Linked DNA regions of Capra hircus: region 1 is linked to region 2. The links are chromatin contacts, called in public Hi-C maps. All regions are on one chromosome and are shown on one strand. The core of a region is the stretch at or near the end of the contact, and the rest is flanking DNA. Distances in the headings are between cores, read along the strand shown.

Region 1 (3,065 bases), core at 346-2,845, 66 kb before region 2:
CTCTATACGTACCCTTGGGGATTTTCTTAAGGACCTTGATCAGATAGTCTTCAAAAAGCTTATGCTTCTCCACCTCCCTCTTCAGCTTCCTCTGCCTGTAGAGTGAGCCAGACGTGAGGACGTGGTGTGGAGACCCCCAGGCCGTGACCCCAGGCAAGGGCCCATCTCTGGAGCTGTGTGGATCTGGGCTGGACCAGTCACTGTCCCCATCAGTGGGCCACTGACTGCGTCTCTCCACCCCCATTTTATTGCTGAGTAAACTGAGTCATAGGTCAAACAGATGCCTGTGGTCAGGCCATAAGAAAGGAGACCTGGGGGAAAAGCAAGGCTGAAACTTTCTGGCGTGGGGTCTACGGAGCCCCTCCTGCAGGCTGAGCAGGTGGCAGATGGCCTGAGTCCCCGCTAGCCGATGATCTGGCCAGGGGTTTCACCTCTCTGCCTGGGTGGGCCATGTGTAACAGGGGTAACCAGTTCCTCACAGCAGGTGGGGACCAGGTCTGGGACGCCCAGCACATCTGAGGTCGGGACCCCAGCAGCCCCCAGAGGGGAGATGGCCACATGCGACTGCCCAGCCATGCTTGACAGTCAAGGGCATCACCAAGCAAGATGAGTCTCCTGCTCCGGGCCCATTCAAGGTCAGCAGTCAAGGGCAGCGGGCAGAGGGGGACAGGGCCATGGTAGGTATCTTTGAGTGACCACTGACTGCCCCAGGGCAAGCCACTCTGCATCTCAGACCCTATTTTCTCATCCACACCATCTTGAAAAATTCAAGAAAGAATGGTCTTCCCCTCTGCAAATACCATGTGGGGTGAGCCACAATGCTAAACATTGTTGGGGTTGGAAGCCCTGTGAGAGTATGATGGATGGGCTGGGCCTTCTCTCCAAAAAATCACTCACAGATGCATCCTTTTGCACCCAATTCAGGCTTTCGTGGGCAGCCTGATATGAAGGGCCTCTCTGGGCAAGGACCCAGGGCATCTGCTTGGAGCCAGGGCAGCAGCCTCGCACGTTGATTTTGGAAAGGCTGAGTTGACAGGTGCATGGGGATGGCCACCCACAGCCCTGCCTTCATGCTGTGAGACTGAGCTTGTGCAGGGCCTGGGACCAGCCAAAGCCTGACGTCAAAGAGGGAGAGTTATGCGCCCCCACCCCTCGCTACTCACAATTCAGCTACCCCTCCTGACTTACTCCCAGGCATCCCCCACCCCTTGGCCATTTCCTTGCCCTGAGGAATTTTTCCATTGCTCCCTCAGGCATTTTTGCTCAGTCCCAGCCGCTTAGCCCACCGCAGGTGGCCCTGGGGCCGGGGCCCGGGGCACAGCGGGGCTCGGGACAAGTCGTACTTGGCCTGCAGTTGGCAGAGTTCCTGGAACAGCACCTGCAGGTCCCTGTCCTTGTTGCCGGAATCACTCAGGCCAGCCTCCTGGCCTGCGTCCCTGGCCGCCAGCATCGCCACCGCACCACCTTGGGTGACTCTGGACGATGGGGCCACGTAGGCCAGGCAGGAAGGAGGTGGGTGTCCACGACAACAGGCAAGGCGGTAGCTTTCTCTTCCAGTCCTCCTGACGGTCCTCAGAAGTCAGGTTCCAATCTTGCTTCCTAGAAAAGGAAACCAAGGTTCAGAGGGGACCCCTGTGACCAGCTCGAGGATGTACAGCAGGGCTGATTTGGACTCCAGTTTTATTAAATTCAAAGTCTGGGGCCTTTGAGCAGTGCCTCCAGCTCTGGAGGGACCAAAGGTGCCATTCTGCAGTGGCATCATCATCATTGTCACACCATAATGGGGACCGTCAAGACCCATGGGCACCAAGATGCCTGGGACTTCCAACATGTGCTGGCTTCCAAGAGAATTCAGGAAAGAGTCCAAGGGGGCAGAGCTGGGGCAGGCTTAGAGAGTAGCCCACAGAGGGAGGAGGCTCCTTTGTCATCTGTCTCTCCCCAACCATCCTGCCAACCATTTATGCATTTAACTGACATCATATACTCTGAGTATCCATAGAGCTAGACCGAGGTAGACACATGGAATAGCTCACGGTCAAGCTGGGAAGGTGGCCTAGTTAACAGGCAGTTTCAACACAGCCTTGCAAAGAGTTCCTGGGCCACTCACCTAAGTCTGGTTTGCTAGCTACGGCTAAAAGAAGACGATCTCCCTAAGCGTGCCATTCACTGGCCACCTGCTGGGCCAGGCTAGCGCATGGGAGGAGCAGGGTGAGAAGGGGAGGGGCTATTTGGTCAACTTTTCCAGCCCCCAGTGTCAGACAGGGGTCCATGAGCACACAGAGGAGGAAGGGGCCTGGCTGACTCACTCGACAGCTCCGGGAGCACAAAGCCATCGCCAACCTGTGACGTCACAATGCTGGCTTCCGTTCTCATGACGTTGTCTATTGCAGGATTCACCTGGGGGTGGAGTGGAGGGCCTGATTCCCTGAGGTCCTGGGGGCCTTTTGCTCCCCGATTCAGTTCCCCAGGGGAAGGGGTGGAGAGGCGTTGGTGACCTGGGGGGGAGGCGGTGAACTTGGGCTATTTTTACCCTTCTTTCAAGGCTGATCTTCCTTGATACCCCTACCTTGCAAGCTTCCCAAATCCTACTGGCTTGTCCTGGGACTCCCCTTTTTGCCTCCTTTAACCTGATTCTGGGTAGCTATAGCTTGGGTACCTCCCTAGGTGGGATAGTCAGCAACCATGGAGAGTTCAGCCCCTCTCTCCCCAGCCCCCTCAAGGCTAAGGATGAAACCTGGCCTGTGGCAGGGGAGGTGGGGGAACAGAAGGAAACTTCTGGACCTAAACCTGGTCCTGGCCCTGCCCCTGCCTAATGCTCAGCCCTGTGACCTGGTGCGGGGCCTCCATCACTGACGGGGACCTGGGCATGGTGCCTGCCTCTGATACACCTGTTCCATTCACTGCCCAGTTGTCTGGCCAGGCCTTCCCCACTGGAGGCCCCATTCAATCAGAGCGGGGGCTCTGCAGAGGGCAGCCTGGGAGGGTCTCGCCAGGGAGACCATCAGGAGGGGCTGCAGTGAAGGCAGAGGTAGGGGAGGGGCTCTGCAGGTGTGGAGACAGGGATG
Region 2 (2,866 bases), core at 91-2,590:
GTCAGGACTGGCAGGAATCTCCAGCCTCAGCCACAGCTGATCAGCCCTCTCCAGGCCATAGGCAGGGCAGCAAGCCTGGGAGAGGCTAGAATCAGCCTTCAGGGGAAGAGGCATTGAGATCCACAGGACAGGGGAGGCGACGTCACGGTCACTGAGGGCTGACCAGGGCCTGGGGCAGGAGTGGTTGGGACAGACACGTTTGTCCCTTCCTGTTCCCCAGGACCTGGAGGCTCCCTCAAGTCCTCGGGGCAGCAAAACAGAGATATAGGACAGCTTAGCCCTGGAGTCAGGGGAGGGGACAAGTCCTGGTTTGTGTCTCCCAACATATGACCTGGGCAAGTCCCCTAACATCACTGAGCACGGATTTTTCTCATCTGAAACAAATGTGAATGACAAGACACACTTTATGGGTTGTTGTGGAGATTAAACCAAATAATGCGTGTAAAGCCTTTGGACGGTGTCCTGGCACATAGTGAGCCCTTGGATAGGGCTGTCCCCACCCCCAAACACCCCCCTTCCCCCCCCCTCCGCTCCGCCCCGCTCCACCGACCTAGGCAGGGCAGGGTCTGCACAACTTCATTGTTTTCCCACTCTAGGTCTGGGGGCCTTCCAGTCAATTCCTCTAGAAATACCCCTTAGCCTGAAAGAAGTCAGCAAGAGATTCTTGAAACTGCAGTCCGATCTGGCTGAGATTTTTAAAGGGCTCAGACTCTGGAGGCTTGTGGCTCAGCTTCTAAAGAATCCGCCTTCAGTGTGGGAGATCTGGGTTCGATCCCTGGGTTGGGAAGATCCCCTGGAGAAGGGAATGGCTGCACACTCCAGTATTCTGGCCTGGAGAATTCCATAGACTGTATAGTCCATAGGGTCGCAAAGAGTCAGACACGACTGAGTGACTTTCACTTCACACTAGCTTTAGGGGTTCTGGGTTTGAAGCCCAGCTCCACTCGTTACCGGCTCTGAAGTTTTGAGAACGTGGTGGAAGCTCTCTGGGCCTCAGTTTCCTTATCTGTAAAGTGGCCCCCTCTCCCTCCAGTGTAATTGTTGAGACTGGCCTCCCTCCAGTGTAATTGTTGAGACTGGCCGTCTCCACGGCGCCCCCTGCTGGTGGGCCCTGCCGCTCCCACGCAGTGGTTGCGAGCGTCTGAGCCTGGGCCCCTCGGCGCCCCCTGCCGGCGGGTCCGGTGCCGTGACCCGCGCGTGCCCGCCCCACCCGCAGGATCGTGCAGATGCTGCTGCCGGTGACCAGCCGCACGCGCGTGCGCCGTAGCGGCATCAGCCCGCTGCACCTGGCGGCCGAGCGCAACAACGACGAGGTGCTCGAGGCCCTGCTGGGCGCGCGCTTCGACGTGAACGCGCCGCTAGCGCCCGAGCGCGCGCGCCTCTACGAGGACCGCCGCAGCTCTGCGCTCTACTTCGCCGTGGTCAACAACAACGTGTACGCCACCGAGCTGCTGCTGCTCGCCGGCGCCGACCCCAACCGTGACGTCATCAACCCCCTGCTCGTGGCCATCCGACACGGCTGCCTGCGCACCATGCAGCTGCTGCTGGACCACGGCGCCAACATCGACGCCTACATCGCCACGCACCCCACCTCCTTCCCCGCCACCATCATGTTCGCCATGAAGTGCTTGTCGCTGCTCAAGTTCCTCATGGACCTCGGCTGCGACGGCGAGCCCTGCTTCTCGTGCCTGTACGGCAACGGCCCGCACCCGCCCGCCCCGCCGCCCTCCAACAGGTTCAACGATGCGCCCGCCTCCGACAAGGCGCCCAGCGCGGTCCAGGTAGGGGGGCGCGCCGCGGGGACTGCGGCCAGGCCCCGCGGGCTCCCGAGGCTGGGGGGACTGGAGGCAGGGGGGACCCTCGGCAGGGTGGACTGCACTTGGGAGGCAGCTGGAGACGGTGGTGAACAGGATTTAGAGGCAGTGGGGACTAACGGTTAGTGCACTTTGGAGGGCCTGTGAGCTGGCGTTTAGCACCCTTTGGAGGCAGTGGAAATTCAGTGGTTAACCTCTTTTAGAGGCAGCAGGCCTTAGCAGTTCGCAGGAGCATTTCCGTCCTCTGTATTAGGGGAGGGAACAGTTCGGCAGGCGATTAGTGGGGAACTCTGCAAAACTGAGGGGTTCACCACCCCCAGCAAACCTACACCTGGAATATCACGGTGATGGACCAAGATCCGGGTAGAGGTGAGAACAGGCCTAATAGAAGAGCAGGTGAGCTACAGAAAGTCAGTGACCCCAGAGGCAAGACCTGCCCATGGTGTGATTTAATAAGTCAAAGTCCAAAGAACAGGAAGTTAGAGGCACTTCCCTAGTGGTCCAATGGTTAAGAATCCAACACTGCAAGGGATACTGGTTCCATCCCCGGTCCCAGATCTCACATACCACTGAGCAACTAAGCCTGTGAGTCGCAACTATGGAAACCTGCGTGCCTAGAGCCTGTGCAACAAGAGAAGCCTGCAGACCGCAATGAAGAGTAGCCCCCGCTTGCTGCAACCAGAGAAAGCCTGTGTGCAGCGACAAAAACCCACCATAGGCGAAAAAACAAATCTTTAAAAAGGAAATTAGAAACACTCTTCTCTTAGAGCTATTAACAATGGCTAATGGCATCACTTAAGGGCCATCTTCTATGTGCAACGAAGTTTATGTTTATATTGCCTTAATTCTCATTTTAAAAAACCCTTCAAGTGAGTGTCATATACCCATTTTCTAGACAAGGAAGTTGGGGCTTAGGGGGCCCAAGCTGCCCACCTCCCACTTTGGTCAGCAGAGGCCTGTGTTGATGAGAGAGAGGTGTGGATCTGGAGAGCTGGATTCTACCCTGGGCTTGCCTGGTGTCTGTCTGTGCTCGGACATGTCCCCTGCCCTCA

What was found. A called contact is a pair of places that touch in the nucleus more often than the background predicts.
Region 1: a contact with region 2 is called in a Hi-C map of blood, with 4 times the contacts expected there. The contact joins the promoter of LOC102184560 here to the enhancer-like site in region 2. A contact is called at or near these places in 3 of 5 Hi-C or Micro-C datasets (all in blood).

What each region holds. Positions count from the first base shown.
Region 1 is chr21:58,038,997-58,042,061 of ARS1.2, reverse strand. It overlaps LOC102184560, which reads right to left and starts at 1,595. Exons shown (of 7, transcript XM_018065951.1): 1 at 1,344-1,595; 2 at 13-95. The coding sequence starts at 1,450.
Region 2 is chr21:57,973,340-57,976,205 of ARS1.2, reverse strand. ASB2 (ankyrin repeat and SOCS box protein 2) reads left to right here. Exons shown (of 10, transcript XM_018066414.1): 8 at 1,217-1,781. Among named protein-coding and RNA genes, the nearest start is that of FAM181A, 14 kb to the right of the region's middle. Within about 2 kb of position 1,340, at least 2 of the 5 cell types and tissues checked have an H3K27ac peak or open chromatin away from gene starts, as enhancers often do.